4 separate regions of the Zea mays genome follow, and regions 1, 2 and 3 are each linked to region 4. A link is a contact called in public Hi-C data. All regions are on one chromosome and are shown on one strand. Each heading gives the region's core, a stretch centred on a gene start, on an enhancer-like site or on the middle of the called end of the contact. The rest is flanking DNA. Distances are from core to core; before and after follow the strand shown.

Region 1 (3,032 bases), core at 394-2,893, 230 kb before region 4:
AAGCTAAACATAAATAAAAATAATAGTAAACCAAACAGAGAAAACATATGCATAAAACAAATCTATGTGTTGATACGAATCTGTAGGCTCAAGAACCACTATAATCAGAGTTAAACCGAGAAAGTTATGGCAAAAACAAGTTTAGGATCAATTTTATATTTAAAAATTTATTTTCATGGACTTATTTGCAAAAACCAAGGAATTCTACGTAAATACAAGTTAAAACAGAGGGGATCCGATCTAAATATGTTTAACTCGAATGGCGGGTTCTATTCCTTTGAAACTCAGGGTCTACTCCATTAAAACAAGAATGAATGTGATACAACTTGAACTGTGGTGGATTTCTTTGCGAAACCAGAAAAGTTTAGGGGTCCTTTGAAGGTTGGGTGCAGTTGGGGGGATGCGATCGAGGTCATACGATCTTAGACTAGTGGCCCGATTCAAAATAACCGAACCGGTACGCATAAGATTTAATCTCTTAATTGTTCATTCTAGATCTATTAACACGAATTCGTCTCCCTTACCGACGACGGTTTGGGCAGTGCCCGCCGACGAGGACGCATGTAACGCTCTAAAATTCTATTATGGGTAAACTAGAAAAAAAACTTATTTCATGATTTAAATAAATATGTTTTCAAATAATAGATTATCTAAAAGATTATTATGTGAACTATCCTTTGGGTTAAAGATCTATTCTCTAAAAAAGAATTAAGTTAAACTATCACTTAATATAGATTTTACATAAGAAATTATATTCTTTTAAATAAATACGTGAATCATACAATAATTAAGGACCCTATACCTATTAAAAGGATAATGTCTTTATAATAAAACACATAAGCAAATACCCTGATATTATTTGAAATCTGAAATTGACACCGACAAAATGAAGGGAGTAATTGAATCAGCTACTTTTAAAATAAAGTAACGGTAAACTTGTCTTTGTGTATTTTAAAAGCTAAAAATTAGTCCACACATCTAGTTTTTTCTAATTAAACCAATTTTTAAAAACTAGGGTAGAAACGAGTTTCTTGTCCATTTAGTTGGGAAACGAGGCAGAATGGAGCCGCTTTATTTTACGTTTGGTTGAAGAGCGAACAGAATGGTCGAAGAGAAGCGACTCTAAATCGAGAATATTTACATTAGTTCTATGACGAGCTTGCCCCAAAAATTCGTTGGAATCTCACCATTCCACTTGTCCCTTTCTCTTTTAGGGCTTGTTCGTTTTGATGTGTATCCATGTGTATTGGATGGTATCGAGTCGATTTAAATCCATAATAGGTCAAAATACATCTCAATCCTACCCAATCCACTCTAATCCACATGAAACAAAAATAACCGAACAAACCGTTCCGCTGTTCTTAGAGTATGGAATCATCTAGCTCTCGAAATCTGCAATGAAACCGTTCCGCTGTTATTGCTCTCTAACCAAACAAACTTACAAACCTCAGAAATTGTGGTGCTTTCAAACAAGCCACAAGGTTATAACTTTTTTCTTAAATAACACCCAAAGCAGCAATTAACCATTAACAACATTATTTTTAAAAAATCGTGCTGAATGCAGCCAAGCCGCGGAATTTAGAAATCGCGAGTTGCCTGAAGTCAAAAGGAGAAACACGGCCGGCTCCTTCCATAGATCCAAGAGATTTCTCCATTCCCAAGCTGCTTGACCAGACAAACCATAAAAACTATTGAACTTTCAATACATCTCCTCCCGTGTCCGGTTCTTCCTCCCAAAATCTGCCCGAGCTTCTTTGCCCAGCAGATCCCCGGCAGTTGCATCCCCAAGCGCCCCTCCCCAGTCGACGGTTCTCACCCAATTCCGCCGCCCCATCGACGGGTTCGCACCAAATCAGCCGCCCCCGCAGCGGTGCGGGAGCGGCGCCGTTTGGACGCTTTCCCGCTGAAATCTCCCGACAGTGTCTCGTCATTTTGACGCCTGAGCTTTATCCGGGTGGAAAGTTTGGATCTTGGTAAGGATCTTAGGGGCTGGTGGGCTCGAGTCTGCGCAAGGATCTCGCCTTTGCGCGTTACATGTGCAGGCTGTTCTCTGGTGCGGGATCTCTCTAACTTGTCGGTGCTCTTGAACAGGTGCTTGCGGAGATGGCGAGTACGGGGGCGGGTGCTGTTCTTGCTGTGGTAGTTTTGGCTTGTGCACTGGGAGCCAGAGCTGATGGCTCTGATCATAAGTACAAGGAAGGGGATCATGTTCCTCTCTACGCCAACAAGGTCGGGCCTTTCCACAATCCAAGGTACAGCACACTCTTGCAACCCGCAAACTTTCGATACACCGTTCTCCTTACAATGCGAGTTTTAATAAGCTTGCTGTCTACCTTGGTGGTTAAGGTTGTGTCACAATCGGATTACTGATAAAACTCTACTGTTTGAAAGAGAGTAAAACGACCAAAAATCCTAATAGCTAATCCAAAATCACCTACTCAATTGGCAAGTGACTGTATGCATAGGAACTATGAGTAATCATGCGACAGAAATCTGACCAAGAGGAATCTTGCCCAGTGGTCTATTATGGATAAGAAATGACAGTTATAACAGAGATTTTCCCCCAATTGCTCGGCTTTTCAATGCATCAGCTTAAACATTACCGTGTGTTTCATAGGTCATGTTTTACTCAATTATAGGGCTTAACAATAGTTATGAATCGGCGTTAGGAGACTGGTATAGTGATATTCTTCAATTATAGAAACAGGGACACATTACTAAGGGTCTGTTTGGTTGGGCTGTGGCTGTGAAAAAAGCTGCTGTGGGTTGTGAGTTGTGAAAAAAGCTGTTGTGGACTGTGAACTGCTAAAAAACTAAAAACCGTTTGGTGGAAACTACTAAAAGTCGCTAAAAATTCTTCCATATATATTTTTACAGTTCCACCTAAAAGCTGCTAAAAGCAGGTCCAGAGGTGCTTTCAGTTTTGCACTACAAGAAAGTCGGCTTTTAGAAAAAGCTGCTTTCTAGATTCGGCCCTTGGTTTGACTTTTGGCTTTTAGGGGGCAAAAGCCAAAGCCAAAAGTCAAACCAAA
Region 2 (3,302 bases), core at 271-2,770, 220 kb after region 4:
GACCACCGGCTGCTTGGCCCGCTCGAGGCAGATGTTGCACTCGAAGCTGGAGTCGCAGTTGCAGTCACAGGACCCGTCCTTCTCTGCGGCGTCGCTTCCACGCACCTTGTCGCCGCCGCCATCCGGATCTGCTGCTGCTTCGAAAGCGCTTTGTGTGTGTTGCATTGCCATGACCAGGCTACCCGCATCCGTGCTAGCTGCCACTTGAGTGTGGCTCGCTGGTCCTGACCTCACGATGTTGTGCTGCTGGCTGATCCGTATCGCCCTCAGGAACCGGAGCTCCCCTGCTTCACTTGCAGTCGCACCTTGAGTGGACTGCCCAAGTACGCTCGTGCCGACCATCTCCAGTCCACCAGCAGCAGCAGCAGCCGCCGCCACCCGGCTAGGGTGCACAGGCCTTGGTACCGCAAGATCGTCCCCGTCCAGCCCAGTGGCAGCCATCAGAAACTGCGGCCCAGAGACACCATGACCATCCACCGGCGTTGGAGCCGGCGCCGACAGCGCAGGAGCATCGGTGTACTCTTCACCGCTGCCGTCGAGCCAGGAGTACACTAAGGGATCAAACACCGGGTGCTCCTCCGGGTCCGGGGCGAAGAGCGCGTTCGACGGCGAGTAGGCCGCCGCCGCCGCCGCCGCCGGGGCGAGCGGTTCCTCGGGCTCGCGTGTCCTTGGAGCGTCCAGCGCGGCACCGGGACCCGAGTGGGACACCCACGTCGTTCGGGAAGGCGCCGAGGTGTCGAGCCAGAGTCGAGGCGGCGACAGCGGCGGGAGGCCCACGTACAGGTTCAGATCCATGCGCCTCCTGGCCCTGCTGCTCTCCGCCGCCTCCTTCCCCGCCATGCCCGCGTAGTCGCAGTCGCAGCAGCGCGGCGCCCAGTCGCTCTGGCGCCGATTAAATGATTAATACAGTACACACCTGCAGGACCCCACCCATGGACGAGACACCAGTCAAAAACAGGAAGAGCGAGCGAGCCTCCCCCTACTCCGAGAATGGCACAATGCCGGAGGTCAGGATCCAAATGGGGTCCAGCAAAATCGAACCTCCGGCACGAACCTATGGAGACTTCACCGGAATTTGGCGGCGCCGGAGGAGGGCCGAGGTTCTCTCAGGCCCCACCATCAGCGGCGATAGCGGTGGGGAGGAGCGTCCGAAACTGGTTCCAGGAGTGAATCATTTTTATTAAAAAAATAGAGTTTTACCCCTGCTTTTTTTTTCTAAAAAATGCACATTAACTGAAACAAGACTGGGGATACCACTTCAGCGAAAAAGGAAGGATCACAATTCACAAACTAATAATCCTAATGAAGAAACCCTAAATTTCAAACATGTCCCAAAGCTCCACCACTTGCAACCAACGACATGGAAGCGATGGGATTTGAGTTATGTATTCCTTACAGAGTTCAATGCGGTCGGAGACTCGAGAGTGGGCCCGGACTGTCAAGACCACGGCACAGGAGAAAGTGAGGAACCGGGGGGGAGGGGGAGTCAGAGACTGACACTTGGTTTTACTTCTCTTGTGTTTGGTGGTGGTGCCCTGAGGCCCGCTGGTGCCCCCGTTTTATAGCATGGAAATCATTTATTTTTGAATCAAAAAAGATTTGATCGCATTGATTATTAGAAGGTATTTTGGCAGATATTATATTTATACTATCTAGAGATATAATATCTTAGAGATAGAGATACTTCGGTGCTTGTTGTAGCGCGAGCAGGCTTCCTCCTCGTTTCGTCGCCAAAATGAGCGAGCATGAATATAGATCGCTAGAGGGTTTAACTATGGCAAAGTCACCGACTAGATACTCTGTACAGCACGGTAAATTCTGGTTTCGAGTAGATGAGTAGAATCATTAGTCGTGCCCTTAAGCCTCCATTTCTGGTTTCGAGCGACAAACATGTACGTATATACCATCAGTCATACCGAAAAATTCTCCGTTTTTTGTTCTCGACAACAACACGACAATCATAGAAGTAACGTCATTAGTCGTGCCTAAAATCCTTTGTTTTGACTTTCGACGACACAACCCGACAAACATGTACGTAGATGCCATTAGTCATACCGGAAATTCTCCGTTTCTGGTCTCGACAACAACACGACAAACATGTACGTAGATGTCATTAGTTAAACTGGAAAATTCTCCGTTTTTTATCTCGACAACAACACGACAAGGATAGAAGTAACGTCATTAGTCGTGCCTAAAATTCTCTATTTTGAGTTTCGACGACAACACGACAAACATGTACGTAGATGTCATTAGTCATACCGGAAATTCTCCGTTTCTAGTCTCGACAACAACACGACAAACATAGAAGTTACATCATTAGTCGTGTCTAAAGTCCTCTGGTTTGAGTTTCGACAACAACACGACAAACGTGTACGTAGATATCATTAGTCATATCATAAAATTCTCCGTTTCTGGCTTTGACAACAACATGACAAGCATAGAAGTAATGTCATTGGTCGTGCCTAAAATCCTCTGTTTTGAGTTTCGACAACAACACGACAAACATATAAGTAGATATCATTAGTCATACCGGAAAATTCTCGGTTTCTGGTCTCGACAACAACACGACAAACATAGAAGTAACATCATTAGTCGTGCCTAAAGTCCTCTGGTTTGAGTTTCGACAACAACACGACAAACATGTACTTAGATATCATTAGCCATACCGGGAAATTCTCTATTTCTGGTCTCGACAACAACACGACAAGCATATGAGTAACGTCATTATTCGTGCATATAATCCTTCGTTTTGAGTTTCGACAACAACACGACAAACATGTACGTAGATGTCATTAGTCATACTGGAAAATTCTCCGTTTCTGGCTTCGACAACAACATGACAAGCATAGAAGTAACGTCATTAGTCGTGCCTAAATCCTCTGTTTTTAGTTTCGACAACAACACGACAAACATGTACGTAGATGTCATTAGTCATACTCGAAATCATTTGTGTCAAGTCTCGACAACAACACGACAAGCAAGTGTGTGGCATCATTAATCAAACACAAAAACCTTTGGTTTCTACTTTCGACAAGAACATTATAGGAAGGTATGCAACATCATCAGCCGTATCCAAAATCCTCTCTTTTGAGTTATAACAAGTAGGTGTGTAGCATCATTCGTCTTACCCAAATTTCTTTGTTCCTAGTTTCAACAACAACACGACAAGCATATAAGTAACGTCATTAGTCATACCTAAAATTCTTTGTTTTGAGTTTTGACAACAACATGACAAGCAGGTGCACATCATCATTAGTCATACATGAAATCATTTGTGTCAAGTCTCGACAACGACACGACAA
Region 3 (2,871 bases), core at 364-2,863, 160 kb before region 4:
GACAATATGTCCTGCACGACATTTTGTATATTAAGTGTACCACATGAGCTATTTTAGCACTTGTCAGATTTTTTATTTTTTAAAACATCAGTCACTTAAATATGAAACCACACCTCTTTTCACAAACACTAATATGATATGCAGTATGGTGTCCAAAGTTTTGTCTAAAAATATATCTACCTGACCTTAAAATTCATGGTTTCCCTTTATATAAAATTGTAGTTCCTGTGAGATCACAACATTTATATGAAACTGTAGACTTATCCAAAAATTTTGATGGCTCAAACTATGTCCTATATACTAGCTTAATATGTTCAACATGTTGTCGTTCCTGTCAAATCACAAAGATTAACCTATTCAAGGTGATCCAATCCCCTTAGCCCTATCCTTTGTCTTATTAGTCCATACTTCTATACAATATGTTGTTTCAGTTCGGTGTCTCTATCCTGAACTTCTGTATATGTGGTAAAGCACTCCCATCTAATGCCATTCTTAGTCGCGTTAATTTGTTGAATCAGGAAGAAAATGGGTTGCGACACAGTTGTCTACCTCACACTTTTATGAATTGATTTAAGAGTGTCATCATTTTTTCTCAATTCATCTATTAGTCTGCTACACAAATCCGTGATCTCCCTTTATTTTAATTGTGAGTCAACTATGTATAACTTCACGCTTTTGTGAATTGATTTAAAGGTATCACTATTTTCCCCAATTCATCTATCAGGCTGCTACACAAATTCTTGACCTATCTTTCTTTTAATTGTGAATTGATTTAAGTGTAAGTTGCATTCCTCATCTTTTTTAACATAATTCTCTCAGCAACCTTGTTGATTTTTCCTGCTACTGTTCTGACATTTTGCTCGACCTTTCGCTTCCCAGTATGAAGCAAAGCTCTTCCCTGGCTTGATCTATCGAATAAAGCAGCCAAAAATCACGCTGCTCATTTTTGTTACATACTATCCTTCTATGGAATCAATGTTGATTAATATTCGCTACATATTTATCATTGTTCATTTTTTATCAATGATAAAGCACATGTACAATCTTATATATCTTTTAAGATATATAAACGTCCACTTTTGGTGATGCTAATAAAAGTATAGAATAACATATAATATTTTTACATATCAATGTATTTTATCACTATTTGAATTGCACACAAATTTCATGTCATTAGTGTTAATTTGTGAGATATGGGGTTGATGATATATATGTTGTCCGTTTTCATGTAATCGTTGTGCACTAATATTTATCGAATAATTTATACGTCGTCGCAACACACGGGCACATACCTAGTAGACTATTAATTCACTATATAATCTCTACTACTCTATAAGTTCTCATTGTAGGCGTCCACACTCGTGCGCCATGTTCTCCCTCTCGACGTCCGTCTGCCCGCGCGCCCCGCTCCCCTTCCCTGGGGCGAGATGGATCCGCGGCGAGATCCCTCTGCGCACGGGCTGCTCCCCCACAAATCGCGCCTCCCCCACCGCGCATGACCGACTGACCCTCCGCGACGCCCTTCCATGGCAGCCGCCGCGCCCGCGCCATATATTTCTTCCCATATGTGCAGCCGCGATCCCTCCGCGCACGGGCGGCTCCCCACAAATCGCGCCTCCCCCACCGCGCATGACCGACTGACCCTCCGCGACGCCCTTCCATGGCAGCCGGCGCGCCCGCGCCAGAAATTTCTTACCATTTGTGCAGCCGCGATCCCTCCGCGCACGGGCGACTCCTTCCCATCTATGCCGACGCATCCATGGCAGCCGTCGCGCCCGCGCCAGATATTTCTTCCCATTTGTGCAGCCGCGCCCGCAAATCTCGCCTCCCCACGACGCCCTTCCATCCATGGCGTCTCGACATCCTCCGCTCCGCTCCTAGCCCACAACATCTTTCTTCCCATCCTCTCCCTCAAAGATCTCGTCCACTTGGTCTCGCGGCTGCCTTCCCCAACAGCGTCTGCTCAAGGGCTCCGGGCGCTGTCCTCGGGAGAGTACCGCGTCTGCGGGGTGCTCAGCAGCAGGGAGCTCCACTGCTGGCGTTGGCGCGGCCTCAACATCTCCAGGGACCTCCGGTTCGCCGTCGCCGCCGTGGGGGACAGCTTCGTGTGCGGGATCCTCAAAGGGACGCCGGCGTCCATCCGTTGCTCCGGGAACGACACGGCGGCAGCCGCTGTCGCCGGATTCCACCATCCGCTGCTTCGGCGACGGCGTGGCCGTGCCGCCAGCCTGACTCGTGCGCGCCCAGTTCCTCGACGTGCGCGCGTACGACAAGGCCTTTTGTGGCGTGTTCATGGCCAACTACTCCCTGGTCTGCTGGGCCCTGGTCTGCTGGGGCGAACCTGAGTTCAACGCCACCAACCGCCTCGTCTTCGGTCGCGTCTTACCGGGCCCCTGCCTGCCCATGTCCTTGTGCCAATGCGGCGTCTTGCCGGGCTCCGCCAACCTCTGCGACGATGGCCGCTGCGTCTGCGTCGACTGCGCGTTCGAGCTCAACGTCGCCAGGCCCAACGCATCGCTCGTCCCCGTGAAGGGCGACAGGAGTAGGAGGACCATGTGGATTACCATTGCAGCGGGGCCGCCGCTTTCCTTGTCTTCTTCGTGGCATTGCAGTTCACGCTGGTCCTGTGGTGTCACCGGCGCCGCGCCGCTGCAGGAACGAACAGGATACCTCCGGTGGTGCGCAGCAGTTGCTGATGCCGCCGAGGGTCGGGTCCAGCAGGAGTAGGGGGCCTGGCAGCGTGGTGGTGGAGAACTTCACGCTGGACATGCTCCACGCCTCGACGGACGGGTTCTCCGACGACAGCCAGATCGGGACCGGCAGCTTCGGGTCCGTGTACCGTGGCACCCTGCCCGACGGGCGCGAGGTCGC
Region 4 (3,177 bases), core at 61-2,560:
GGTGATCTTTGCTATTTGTCTATCTTTTGGGGCCAAATCCGTTGTGCATTTTCTTTACTCAACTCTGTTGGTTCCTGCTTTGAAAAGTGTCTGCCTACCGCATTCTTTTTTCCTTTCTTAAAAGAGTATATAATTTCAGTGATAGGAAAGCCATTTGTCGGACAACCTGCCTACCCTAGCTTGTAGCTGCTCTCACTCACTCCTTTATTGGGTCACTTGACTGAGTTTCGGTATCGGTAGTAAAAGGCTAGCTATCGACTCCGCTGTCCTAGCAATTCCTTGTTTCTCGGTGTTTTTAGCGAAGAAGAGAATCTGTATTGTGAAATCGACCTTGTCGGGTTAATTCACAGGCTGGACCAAACAAATATCAATCATCCTTCCAGTGAAATTGAAATCCTAAACTCATTCCTCAATAACTACCATCATTTTGAGGGATTGAAATCTAACTTATGGAGTATGCTATTTATTTTAGAAAGTGACATTCCATAAATTTATAAAGTTTATATATAAGCCTATCTTAAATTCATGGGGGTGAGAGATGAAAATTGATTCTATAAATTTGCATGCTACTTTTTCTAATGTACAATTTATAGCACATTTTTCTATTTACTTCTCTATATCTTAAGTGTAGTGTATAATTACCAGAGCTATTATTACTCTTTTTAGTGTTAAATTGGTTTAGAATTAACTAGTGATTGATAATATTGTTCTATATGTGTGTATATTTTTTTAGCTAGCGAGCTAAACGAGTCAGCTCGAACTGAGATGGATCGAGAGCCACCCCTTACAAAATGATCTTATATGATCGACAGTTTTAGTTTTTAGGAATGTAGATAGGGTCTATCTTTAATATAATCTAGAAATACCATAACAAATTTATGACAACATGCATGTGTTTGTGTGAAATATTATTACTTGCAACAGTAGCAAACATATATAAAACTTGTACTTATTATATCAGAAGTTAAACTCTACTATGCTTAATCACAAACGGAAACTGTAGCAACATACCATTACCTAAATTTCAATGCATGCATACTGTACATGGCATCGACCTCTCCGTGTGGTAATGAAGCGAAGCCACAACGTCTGCACTGCACAAACTAAGCGAAACGTCTACACTAACACTGGTAGATGGTGCGGACGCGGAGGCAGGAGAAACTTTTGACCCGTTAACAGCTGGCATGTTGTGTGTGTGTGTGCCTGCACTGCTTGCAGACGTGAAAGATGCGCGCACTCGTACTAGGACCAGGCCAGCCCCACGTTCACGTTCACGTACAGCACAGCACGCGTCATCTCGCGACATCTCGTCTCCTCCCAGGCTCTCTCATCAACTCGCGAGGCAAGTGGGCCCCCGGAGGGGAGGACGCCTGGACCAGAGGGAGGGAGCGACGCAAAGGACGTCGGCCCACGTGACGGACGGTTCTGCCCTCCCGGGTCACACCCGTCATTTCACGTACGATACGATGCTGCCTGTGCCTGGTTGTTGTTGTGGTTGCCATTGCCAAGGGGAGAGAGAGGAGAACGAAAGCGACCGGGGCCGGCCGCGGGAGAGAGCCACCGCAACGGGAAAGAAAGAAAGGAGACGACAGGCGGGCAGGGATGTCCAGCCAGTGCCACAAGCGATCCGATTCATCAATCACTGCTCACGTACCGGGGTGCATGCCCGTACTCCACTCTACCCAGTGGTAGTGTGGTAAAGGGTATTTTGTACTGCTGCACGGCGTTGCTATCTTCAACACTGTGTGCGTGTCAACTTGTGAATTCCGTGCGAAAATTAATGGATGCATGGACCCTGCTCCCCTCCCCTCCACAGCACGAGATACGAGAGACTCAACTCCATCAGTTTAGTGTTTTAGCAGGGGTAGATTTTAATCCTTTCTCCAACAGATCCCTTAAAGAAGCGGTAGATTGTTTCTAGTGAGCCTAAAAAAACCTTATAAATGAGGGAGTTTTAAGGGGCTATAAAAAAGTTGGGAACACTTTAGCGGAGTTGTTGAAGACACATTTTTTACGTTTTTCAAAAAAAATGTATTCAGCGAGAGACTTCTAAGGAGCTTTAGGACCGATCCTCCCGGGATCCCCTTATCACCAAATCAACCCTTAGGGGAATTGTTGGAGACACTACCGTTAGTTCTAACATGTAACTGCTGTTACAGGTTAGAACTACCGTTACAGGTTAGAACTAATGGTAGTGTTGTATGGAGAATTAAATTTATATCTGATGCCAAATAGAACATTTCTATTTTGAGGGTGTTTTTAGTGTAAAATAGGAAATTGTCTCAAATACTAGTACTAGGAGGGAGAGAGAGAGCCAAACGCACGTGATTGGTACACCAGCCGTGTGCACCTTCTGTTTGCATATAATACGGTTAGGTAAGGACCTGCCATTATGGACTAGCAATAGCTCCACCTTCTATCTATCCAACAAGAAGCCACGTCGCTTTCTCTGACAGTGACATTTTCTTTTCACTCTGAGAATCGGCAATTTGTTTTTTTTTTTTTGAAATTTTTTTTGCTCCAGCCGTATTTACAAATTCTAAAAATTCGAGGAGAGAAAAATCGAAATGAAGCCGTAGGCGGCAGGCGGTACTGTAAAAAAAAAGGTAGAGGCTGACGAAAGTAGCAAGGATGATGGCATCCCACATCCACATGCATGCATCGGCGCCACTCGTGTCACCTCCGCCCATCCTTTTCGCTGTCCGCAGCTGTGGCTGCTCTTCCTCGTCTTGGAAACTGCGAAACAGAGGAGAGAGAGAAAAGACTACCAGTGGTAAGATGTCACGATCACGGCTCACTCACTCGAAATTGACGGCCATGTGATGTGCTTTCCGCTTCCCTTGGCATACTCACTTTTTTTAAAATGAAGACTGGATCCGGCTATATATCTACGCTTATATTAGCTATCGACTGGTCCATATTAAGCATCATTAGTTCCTATCTACTGTATAATAACCTTTACCATCGGGCCGTCACAATATGTTTTCTTTCACAGACTTTTAATTGACTTATTAACACGCTGTCTTGTTTTTTTATTGAAATACGTAGACACACATCTGGTTCCGTAGCTACAAGTAAAATAAAATTATGTGACAGCAGTAACAAGATTATATAACTCTAAGCATGATATTATGTCACTGAAATTGGTCGTTTTCCTGACTGAATCGTTCCAATACA

What was found. A called contact is a pair of places that touch in the nucleus more often than the background predicts.
Region 1: a contact with region 4 is called in a Hi-C map of leaf, with 6 times the contacts expected there. The contact joins the promoter of LOC100281978 here to the enhancer-like site in region 4. A contact is called at or near these places in 11 of 25 Hi-C or Micro-C datasets (bundle sheath, ear, endosperm and 4 more) and 1 of 3 datasets of contacts at active chromatin or transcription factors (seedling).
Region 2: a contact with region 4 is called in a Hi-C map of leaf, with 4 times the contacts expected there. The contact joins the promoter of LOC100194220 here to the enhancer-like site in region 4. A contact is called at or near these places in 7 of 25 Hi-C or Micro-C datasets (ear, endosperm, leaf and 1 more).
Region 3: a contact with region 4 is called in a Hi-C map of tassel, with 2.8 times the contacts expected there. The contact joins the promoter of LOC100501927 here to the enhancer-like site in region 4. A contact is called at or near these places in 5 of 25 Hi-C or Micro-C datasets (bundle sheath, ear, leaf and 2 more).

Annotation. Positions count from the first base shown.
Region 1 is chr10:78,186,564-78,189,595 of Zm-B73-REFERENCE-NAM-5.0, reverse strand. LOC100281978 (transmembrane 9 superfamily protein member 1) reads left to right here and starts at 1,643. Exons shown (of 8, transcript NM_001154895.1): 1 at 1,643-1,973; 2 at 2,092-2,252. The coding sequence starts at 2,104.
Region 2 is chr10:77,739,023-77,742,324 of Zm-B73-REFERENCE-NAM-5.0, reverse strand. LOC100194220 (putative RING/U-box superfamily protein) reads right to left here and starts at 1,520. Exons shown (of 2, transcript NM_001139261.1): 1 at 1,397-1,520; 2 at 1-916. The coding sequence starts at 840.
Region 3 is chr10:78,116,618-78,119,488 of Zm-B73-REFERENCE-NAM-5.0, reverse strand. It overlaps LOC100501927, which reads left to right and starts at 1,613. Exons shown (of 1, transcript NM_001196565.1): 1 at 1,613-2,871. The coding sequence starts at 1,661. The coding sequence ends at 2,530.
Region 4 is chr10:77,958,379-77,961,555 of Zm-B73-REFERENCE-NAM-5.0, reverse strand. No RefSeq gene overlaps it. Among protein-coding and RNA genes, the nearest start is that of LOC100381576, 79 kb to the right of the region's middle. Within about 2 kb of position 1,310, at least 18 of the 20 cell types and tissues checked have an H3K27ac peak or open chromatin away from gene starts, as enhancers often do. A contact at or near this core is called in bundle sheath, ear, endosperm and 4 more, where this site is marked.